Linked DNA regions of Mus musculus: region 2 is linked to region 1. Evidence: chromatin contacts called from public promoter capture Hi-C data. All regions are on one chromosome and are shown on one strand. The core of a region is the stretch at or near the end of the contact, and the rest is flanking DNA. Distances in the headings are between cores, read along the strand shown. Region 1 holds the start of Slc35f4 (solute carrier family 35, member F4). Region 2 holds the start of Ear14 (eosinophil-associated, ribonuclease A family, member 14).

Region 1 (4,559 bases), core at 1,488-3,987:
GGAAGGGGGGAAGTAACCTCGTCTTCTCATATCTGCTATCCTTGCTGTAGCCTTTTCCTAAATAGATTCCTCCAGACTTGCCACAAGCTGTTGCTCAGTCCTGGTAGCAGCTAAATCAATTGACCATATTGTACTGGTTTGCTTCAATGTGTTTGTTTACTAGTTAAAGCCTGCATCAAGGGCAGGATTATTTCATGGTGTTTGGTTTCCTGGCCCTCTTCCAGCTCTCTCTCTCTCTCTCTCTCTCTCTCTCTCTCTCTCTCTCTCTCTCTCTCTCTCTCTCTCCCCACCCCCTCTCTGTATGTAAAATGACAATGGCTCTCTTGGTCTGAAATAGTGTACATACATTCTGAGAATTAATTTGACTACCCTGAGCTCTCTGTTCTGAGACTTGCTGTCTTTATAGTTTGAACCATGTGTCCTGAATTTAGGCAAATGCCCACCACTAATAACATGCCCAAAGCATTTTTATCCCTTTTCTGCTTCCAGTTACAGCCCGTTTTTGCCCTGTTATTGTCTTGCAAATGGAACATGTGCAGCTCTTTGTGCAAGTACAAAAATAAAATATGAACATGTTCTTATCTAAAATGCCACTTTCCCAGTATTCTTTCTGGGTTGCTCTTCATTAACCGAAGTACCATTGTCACGAAAATTATAATACCCTGCAATTTTAGAAAGAAGTTCTACATTCTCTTGACCACCCAAATGCCTGGTTTCTAGTTAAAATATTCAGAGGTGACATTCAAGTAATTTCTACAAGATCTAGTGAAGATTACAGTTCACATATCTAGGGTTAAAGAAGTCACCTAGTGCCAATAGGATAAAGAAAGAAAGAAAAAAAAAAAGAAAAAGAAAAACAACTACAAAAACTGAGCGTGTAGTAAAAAGATTTCAAAGAATGTTCCACAGCATGTGATTTTCCTTCCAGAAACTCTAACACTATATAATTACTTTTGTAAGGAAAATGAATAATGTAAGCGTCTACTGCTAGAAACAACTAGGCAGAAACATCTGAAGTAGATAGGCCTTTCTTGAGAGCAGATGAAATATTAAGCTGGAAAATATCTGTAGAATGGCCCACAGGACAGTGCTCTTGGTTTATTATTCAATGGAGAGACAGCACAGCCCTGGATGAAGTTACATTGGAAATGAAGTGCTTTCTCATCTATGTGTCAAGATTTGTGTGGGTCTTCTGCTTCACACAGAGCCTGTGATATTGATGGCATCCCAAACTGTCAAGGATAAATACCAATCAGGATGCATCTAAGGAGCGTCTGGTTAAAAATAACACCAGTTAAGAGCCTTCTTTTGCAACAGAAATGCTGTGATAAAGAAAACTGAAATTCCACCTGCATGGAAATTAAAGCATAGCTACTCTCCTAGTTCAGATTAAGGAATCAAACAAACGAACAAACAACAACAAACCAAAAAAATAAAAAAAATAATAAAAAAACCAAACCAAACAGGCTTCACTTTGGTGCTTAGCAGAACTAATCCTAGCAGATACAGTGGGGGGTTTGTGTGTCAGGGAAACAGAATGTGGAGACTAGAAACATAGAGACCCTCACTGCATCCCCAGCAACACGGTGTGTGTGTGTGTGTGTGTGTGTGTGTGTGTGTGTGTGTGTGTGTGTGTGTGTGTGTGTGTGTAGGAAGCGGTAGTGGATGAAACTGCTTCCAAAACCTGAGAGCAACTATGCAGACTGGCGTAATCTAGCCAGAATAAAGCTGAAATCCAGCAGCTCAGAGGTGGCCGCGTTGTGTGGAGGGTGTAGGTAGCTCCGCAATTCAGCCACTTAAGCAGGTTCTTTTCACTGCTCAGGGGGTAGAGAACCTTCTAAGGATGTTTTATCATGAACAATTATCGTGCTGGCAACATTTCAACAACCCCTGGTGAACAAGCTGACCCACCCAGCCAGTCTAACCTCAACCAACTAATGTCCCCCACAGTCTTCATCCCCAGCGTGGGGTAAGCACCCTGACACAGAGTCAAGCTTTCTGAGTGGGTATCCCAAGGGCTGATGGTCAGCTAGTGGAACAGCCATGTTAGCATCCTCCAGGCATAAATCAGCCTCCGGTAGGCTGACCGACGACAATCAGGAGCGCTTGCCCTGTCCTCTACACGCCTCTACCTCCAAGACTGAGACTGTCCCCAAACTCCTGGGTTCAAGCGCCCAGCCCCAATGGCTGCCTCGAGGTTCAGCACCGAGGACAGCGGACATCGGACATACTTTACTCCCTGAGGTCCTGGAGGCCAGGGCAGTGTTTGTGAGGGAGCAGACAATGCTGCAGGTGTCCCACCGCGCGCCTTCTGGCACCGCACCCCTGCCCCCTGTCTCCCTGTGCCCCTGTGCTCCTGAGCTCCCATCTCCCACCCGCAGTTCGCTCAGGACCGCCTCGCGGCGTCTTACTTTTCTGGCTGGAGTAACCCGGGTAATAGCCATAGTAGCCAGTAATCCGCAGGATCCGGTCCTCGATGGTGGCCACCCCGTTGGGGGCCGCCTTGACATCCATAGAGAACGCGGGGCGGCGGCTCCCGGAGCCGCGGGGCGTAGAGCAAAGCGCGGGGCCCGGGAGCTACTGCAGGTACCGCCGCCGCCGCCGCCGCCGCTGGTGCTGATGTTGCAGCTCGTGCTCCCGCGCCCCAGCTCTGATTCCACCGCTGGGCGCAGCTCTGGCTTCGCATCACAGCGGCGGCGGCAACGGCAGCGGCAGCGGAGCGGCCCCCACTCTGGCCGGCCTTTCTGTCAGCCTGGCAGCTCACCCGCCCGCCACCAGCTCACTGCTGCCCGAACAGCGCCCCCTCACCTCCGACGCCCACCCAGGTCTGGGACGCTTGTGGGCGCCCCACCTGGTCTCTGACTTTCACCGTTAACCCTTGTGCCAAAAGTAGACACCCCCAAGCCCACTTGAGGGAAGGACGGTGGCTAGATGCTCAAGGTGAACTGCTGTGGGTGGGAGACACTCACACAGAACTAGGGGTTAGCAATTCAAAAGATGCACACTGCAGTTTAGCACTTCTACCCTGCATTCGTTCCAGGCTCCTGCCCATTCCACCTTGGGTGTATGGATATGGAAAGCATTCACAGGCATTACTCGTTGCAACTTGTCTAGACATCCAAGGATCCTTTTTCTCCTTTTACCAACTGAGAAGGAGGAGGAGGAGGAAGAGGAGGAGGAGGGGAGGAGGAGGAGGAGGAAGAGGAGGAGGAGGAGGAGGAGGAGGAGGAGGAGGAGGAGGAGGAGGAGAAGAAGAAGAAGAAGAAGAAGAAGAAGAAGAAGAAGAAGAAGAAGAAGGAAGAAGAAGAAGAAGAAGAAGAAGAAGAAGGAGGAGAAGAGGAAGAAGAAGAGGAGAAGAAGAAGAAGAAGAAGAAGAAGAAGAAGAAGAAGAAGAAGAAGAAGAAGAAGAAGAAGAAGAAGAAGAAGAAGAAGAAGAAGAAGAAGAAGAATCTCGATCAGGTGGTGTGTGGATTATAATTACCCTAGTGAATGCAGAGATTTTAAGAGTTTAAGTCCTGTGTCTGATAGTCTACATGGGACCCCTACCTTCCAATAAACACAACAAAGGGTAGGACCATACATCTGAGCACAGCATATTCATTTGTCTAATTCTAAATATCCCACAATCTAAGAAAAAATATTTTCTTCTTTATTGTAAAACACATAAGAAGTAAGGGCTTTCAAACTGTATCTGAGCATACGAGCTATTGCCAAAGTCCAAAGACCAAAGAGAAACACTTTTTTTTCCTTTTGTTTTTTGTTTTGTTTTGTTTTTTGTTTTTTTTGTTTTGTTTTGTTTTTGTTTTTGTTTTTTTTTGTTTTTTTGTTTTTTTTTTCTGGAGACAGGGTTTCTCTGTGTAGCCCTGGCTGTCCTGGAACTCTCTCTGTAGACCAAGCTGGCCTCAAACTCAGAAATCAGCCTGCCTCTGTCTCCCAAGTGCTGGGATTAAAGCGTCACCACTGCCCGGCTACAGAAAGACTTATTATCTATGCAGAACATTCTAGAAGCTCTGTGATCAGGGTGAGCAGCCTTCACACCAATATGGCCCTTCTGAGTTGATGAGAAGTCCTAGAGTTAGCTGAATGCAAGGAGCAAAGGCTACCTTGTTCATAGATTTCAGTCCCTGTCTCTTAAGAAGTAATCCTCCAATCTCCATCGCAGAAGGGAAAATGAGAGGAGAGGGAAGGCCTTTATCAGCTGAGTAGAGGTCAGCTCCACCTTTCCTCAAGAAGTGTTTGACTTCCTGCCGATATTCACATTTCTAAAATTCATGAGGTGTGGGGGAGCAGAAATCAAGGTTGGTTTCTCAGTCCCTGCCCAAGGCTGCCCAGCATTTTTTCATTGTGTTATGGGCCCTTAAGAGAAAAAAAAAAAAAAAAAAAAAAGAAAAGAAAAGAAAAAAGGCAAGCTTTTGTCCTAAGATGAAATGGGCTTAAGTGGATAAAAATGCAGTATTAAATTTCACAGCGTGTTGATCATCTTTATTCAGACACAAAGCTCTACAAGGCATCTCGAGAAGAGACTGAATTTCATATGGTTGTGGCTGTGAACAGAGTCC
Region 2 (4,698 bases), core at 1,018-3,517, 1.7 Mb after region 1:
ACTGTGAGATTCCTTTACAGTGCTAACATACTACTCAACCAGTAACAGAAGTAACAACTAGAAAAGGAAAGCTCACAGGGGATCCCCTGAGGAGTGGGGGCTTCTTTGGGTCAGGGAGAATAGGAACAAAGACCTGATGACATCTTTACATTTCCAAACAAGATAGAAATTAAACATTTACTTCTCAACATACTGGGCTCTGCTCGCAGCCACTCTGAAAAAAGCTGCTTACAGAGAGTGCTCTATACTCAAATGTGCAATCAATGGAAGATCTCAAGACATGTTTTACCAGCCTGCATGGTTACACTTTTTAATCCATGCTTGTAGTCACACTAAGAATGCCTCCAGTGGGCAGTTCTATGGCGTTTTGTGGGGTGCAGAAAGAACAAGGGTGAGAGGGTAACTCACACACTCTGACCAGCTAAGCCATTGTGGAACTGATTGCTGTGGACCGGCCTCAGTTGGCCCCCCTCAATCCATGGGAGAAATCAGGGTTCGGTTACAAGTAGGCAGGGAGTCAGCGAGAAGGGTGACAGACAAACATGGACACAGAAAGAGTGTGTATCTGAATGTAATCTTGTCAAAGTTAGCATCAGATATGTATAATACAGAAGACAAAGAAATACGGCACCATAGCAGGCAAGATACATTGAAGTTATGAGATAAAACAGAGGAATGCCTTCAAAGGACTGTCAGGAACCAGGCAATGTTTACAGTTAAGAATAGAAGCAGCCTTGCCTAGAGTCAGCTAAGGACAGGGGCCGGGAGAGGATAATGTAACACTGTAGTTCTTCTTTAGACCACAACCCTCCTTTTTCCTAGGCCATGGTAAATTCTTACATATGGGAGTAACAAGGCTGCTCTTCTAAGTATCTGCAGAGAATCTCCATTTGTCAGAAGAACTCACCAACTTTCTTCTAATGTGCAATGTAGTCTGCCATACCTGACTGTAATGAAGATTCTAAGTATACTTTACTAAGCTTACCCTGAGATTTCTAACTCTTATCCAGTAAAATACTGTAAGAAAGCATGCAAGACCCTCCCAACTATTGCAGGGACAAATCTGGGGCATTCTAGCTATGGGAATGCCAAGGTTCCAGGAGGCTAAGTTTCTGTGAAACTCTTTGCCTCGGGACTGCTTCCAGGTTGCTAGGCCTGTCACTTGAGTCACTACTGGAGCGGATGTAACAACTGATGACTCCCCCAGGCCTGATCTCAGATTGTAGCTAGTTCACTTTTTCTAATCACCCCTGTAAACTAAGCTTCAACTCCACATTCTATGACTCATGTGACTAAGGTTCCACCGTCCCATGAGATCAAAATGAGACGATCTCTCAACCTTCACTTTAAGGAAGAGAGAACTGAAGAACAAAGAAAGGGACATTAACTGACCAAGGAGCATTTGGTGTTCATGTGAATGGAAGCTTTCCAATGCACGACATAACCTTTATGTCCCTTTGGAATGATTTCTAGAAAAATCAAAACTCATGTTTAAAGCAATATTGAAAAATTGCTTAACACTGATTATTTCCATAAATCTCCAAAACATCTGACCTCTCCCTTTTATCATCATATTGCTTCCTGAATTGAAACGGCAGCAACTAGCAACACTAACTGTCTCAGAGCTGGGTGATGCTCGCTCTTTGAATAGCCGAGGCAGCTTTTTGGAGTTGGCCAGAGGCTGTTCAGACTTGTATGCTAACTGAGGTTTCAAACGACAGCATGTATGGGCTGGCTTTAAGATTACTGCTATCACAGACAGAAGGACTGGCCCACTGGAGATGTCCCAATATAAGGACAAGGTTTCTATAGACCCTTCATTTGAAACAAAGATGCTCCATCATTGCGCTGGCATGGTTTGATGTGCTGTCTCAGACATAGCAAATCCCAACTGTTCAGTAAGAAGAAACAGAAGGCTGGTTGTATGAGTAGGCAATGTACCAATCTGTGGGTTCTGCATGTTGAAGACTCTGAGCCACCAGTTCCACCAACAGAGCCTGCTCTATATCTATGGGCCCAAGTGGAGCTCACCCATTATCCCTGATTTCCAGGACAACCAGCACTCAGTTCCACAGGATCTATAACTCAGGCTGGGTAAGACACTGACTGTCTAAGCCTGGGACAAGAGGGGCAGTGATGGAGCAGTGTCCAAGAGAAGCCAGACCATGGACCCACAGGGACAGCAGAGGGCCTTCAGGAAGAAAGATGGAAAACTGAGATAGGGTGGGAGTAGTCACTTATCTTCTGTTTTCACAGAAATTGTGGGTATGAAGCTGCCTGAGTCCAGTCTTTGTCTCCTGCTGCTGTTGGGACTTGTCCTAATGCTTGCCTCATGCCAGGCACAAATCCTTTCCCAGAAGTTTTACACCGAGTATATCTATAATAGCACCTACCCCCGATGTGATGCTGTAATGAGGGTTGTTAACAGGTATAGACCAAGATGTAAGGACATAAATACTTTTCTTCACACAAGTTTTGCTGATGTTGTTGCTGTGTGTGGCCATCCAAATATCACCTGCAACAACTTGACAAGAAAAAATTGTCATGCTAGTTCATTTCAGGTATTTATAACTTTTTGTAACCTCACTACGCCGACAAGAATATGCACACAATGCAGATACCAAACGACAGGTTCAGTGAAGTACTACAGAGTAGCCTGTGAGAACAGAACTCCACAAGACACTCCCATCTATCCAGTGGTTCCAGTTCACTTGGATGGGACATTTTAGTTCCAGTGCCAGCACTTTGCACCTTCGCTCATCTGCTACTGCCAAGATAATAGTAGTGAAGAACCAATTCCTCTGTCTGTGCTGCATATCAGCACCTGTCCTCATGAAACCTGTCACTGACTCCCTTTAATTGAGCTGAACAGATCTTTTCTAGTCAACAAATACCTTTGCATACAAATCTAGATTTTTGGTATCTCTGTGTCTGATAGGGGTGGGGAGAGTGGAAGGGAAAGACACATATACACAGTGTTTTTGTCTCTCTCTCTCTGTGTGTGTATGTGTGTGTAGAGACAGAGAGAGAGAGACAGAGACAGAGAGACACAGAGAGAAAGACACAGAGAGAAAGACATGGCCTCTTACCAAATGAGGCATTTTCCCAGTTCCCAGAAGCTAATGAATCAGAGAAGAGAAGGACATCTTTCCAGAACATCTTTCCTGAAGTTTCTCTGTGGGAATGAAGTGGCTGGCAGAGGAAACCCAGGAATTGGGATCTCTCAGTGAGGCTATCCCTTGCCCTCTCCCTGAAGAGCTGTCCTTAGACATCAATTGTGAGATCATTCAACACAAACCATCAAGGACAGGTTCTATGATAGGGGAACTGGATTTCATACAGAAAAGAGATAAATAATGAGAGGTCCTGTCCTGACTCCTGAGGACAGACCTGTAGTCAGGAATCAGTTTCAGACAGGGTGGTGCCACCCCTTTAAGGACATGGGTGAGCTGGGCATTACCAGATGTGGCCGTGAGCCTTCCTGCAGTGTCAGATGCAGAATGGAACAGAGGGGTGACATCCTCAGGTCCACACCTCTGATTTTCAGTCTGGATCTCCAGCTTCCATTTTTCTCTTCCTTTCTGTGCTCCCAGATGCAACACTTGGCCTCTCCTTTCCGATGGGCAGTGGTGGTACTTCCTGCTCTCAGTGGATCACAGTCAGGCCTGCAGGGAAGCCACTCCACTGGAAACAGCAAATGGATTTCTTGTGTAATCTTCCATTCTGGGTTGGTGTGGAATCTTGCTGAGTCTGGCATGGCCTTGGTGGAGACAGAATGACAGGGTTCCTGCCTCTGGGACATGACCAGCAGATGTGGACTGCCATGGCATTTTTGTTAAGGCTTGTTTGTATAATTATGTACATATTCATGTTCCTTCAAGTAATGTCCTCCCTATTAACCTTAATGACTCCATAAGGATCTGAGGTGATCTTGGTTCTGGGACTCCGCCGAACTTAGGAAATTAGTCTGAACAGGTGAGAGGGTGCACCACAGAAGCTGACAGCTTCTGGGACCTGCCAAAGCAACATAGCTTCTGGGAAAGGTTCTGTTTTGGGCCTTCTTCTTCGACCAGGAGGAGGTCCAAACACAAGATATCTGCGCACCTTCCCTGTAAGAGGAGAGCTTGCCAGCAGAGAGTGCTCTGAGCACTGAAACTCAGAGGAGAGAGTCTGTCTCCCAGGTCTGCTGATAGACTGTAACAGAATCACCAGAAGAACAATCTCTAAACAGAGTACTATAACAACTAACTCCAGAGATTACCAGATGGCGAAAGGTAAACGTAGGAATCTTACTAACAGGAACCAAGAACCCTCACCATCATCAGAACCCAGCACTCCCACTTCGCCTAGTCCAGGGCACCCCAACACACCCGAAAACCTAGACCCATATCTCATGATGATGGTAGAGGACATCAAGAAGGATTTTAATAACTCACTTAAAGAAATACAGGAGAACACTGCTAAAGAGTTACAAGTCCTTAAAGAAAAACAGGAAAACACAATCAAACAGGTGATGGAAATGTAGAAGTCCTTACAGAAAAAGAGGAAAACATATCCAAACAGGTGATGGAAATGAACAAAACCATACTAGACCTAAAAAAGGAAGTAGACACAATAAAGAAAACTCAAAGTGAGGCAACACTGGAGATAGAAACCCTAGGAAAGAAATCTGGAACCATAGATTCGAGCATCAGCAAC

What was found. Promoter capture Hi-C pulls out the DNA fragments that hold promoters and counts their contacts.
Region 2: a promoter capture Hi-C map of hippocampal neurons shows a contact between it and region 1, with 3 times the contacts expected there. The contact joins the promoter of Ear14 here to the promoter of Slc35f4 in region 1. A contact is called at or near these places in 4 of 39 promoter capture datasets (frontonasal cranial neural crest, hippocampal neurons, liver and 1 more).

Annotation. Positions count from the first base shown.
Region 1 is chr14:49,523,100-49,527,658 of GRCm38.p6, forward strand. It overlaps Slc35f4 (solute carrier family 35, member F4), which reads right to left and starts at 2,738. Exons shown (of 8, transcript NM_029238.2): 1 at 2,412-2,738. The coding sequence starts at 2,514.
Region 2 is chr14:51,201,428-51,206,125 of GRCm38.p6, forward strand. Ear14 (eosinophil-associated, ribonuclease A family, member 14) reads left to right here and starts at 2,268. Exons shown (of 1, transcript NM_017389.2): 1 at 2,268-2,729. The coding sequence starts at 2,268. The coding sequence ends at 2,729.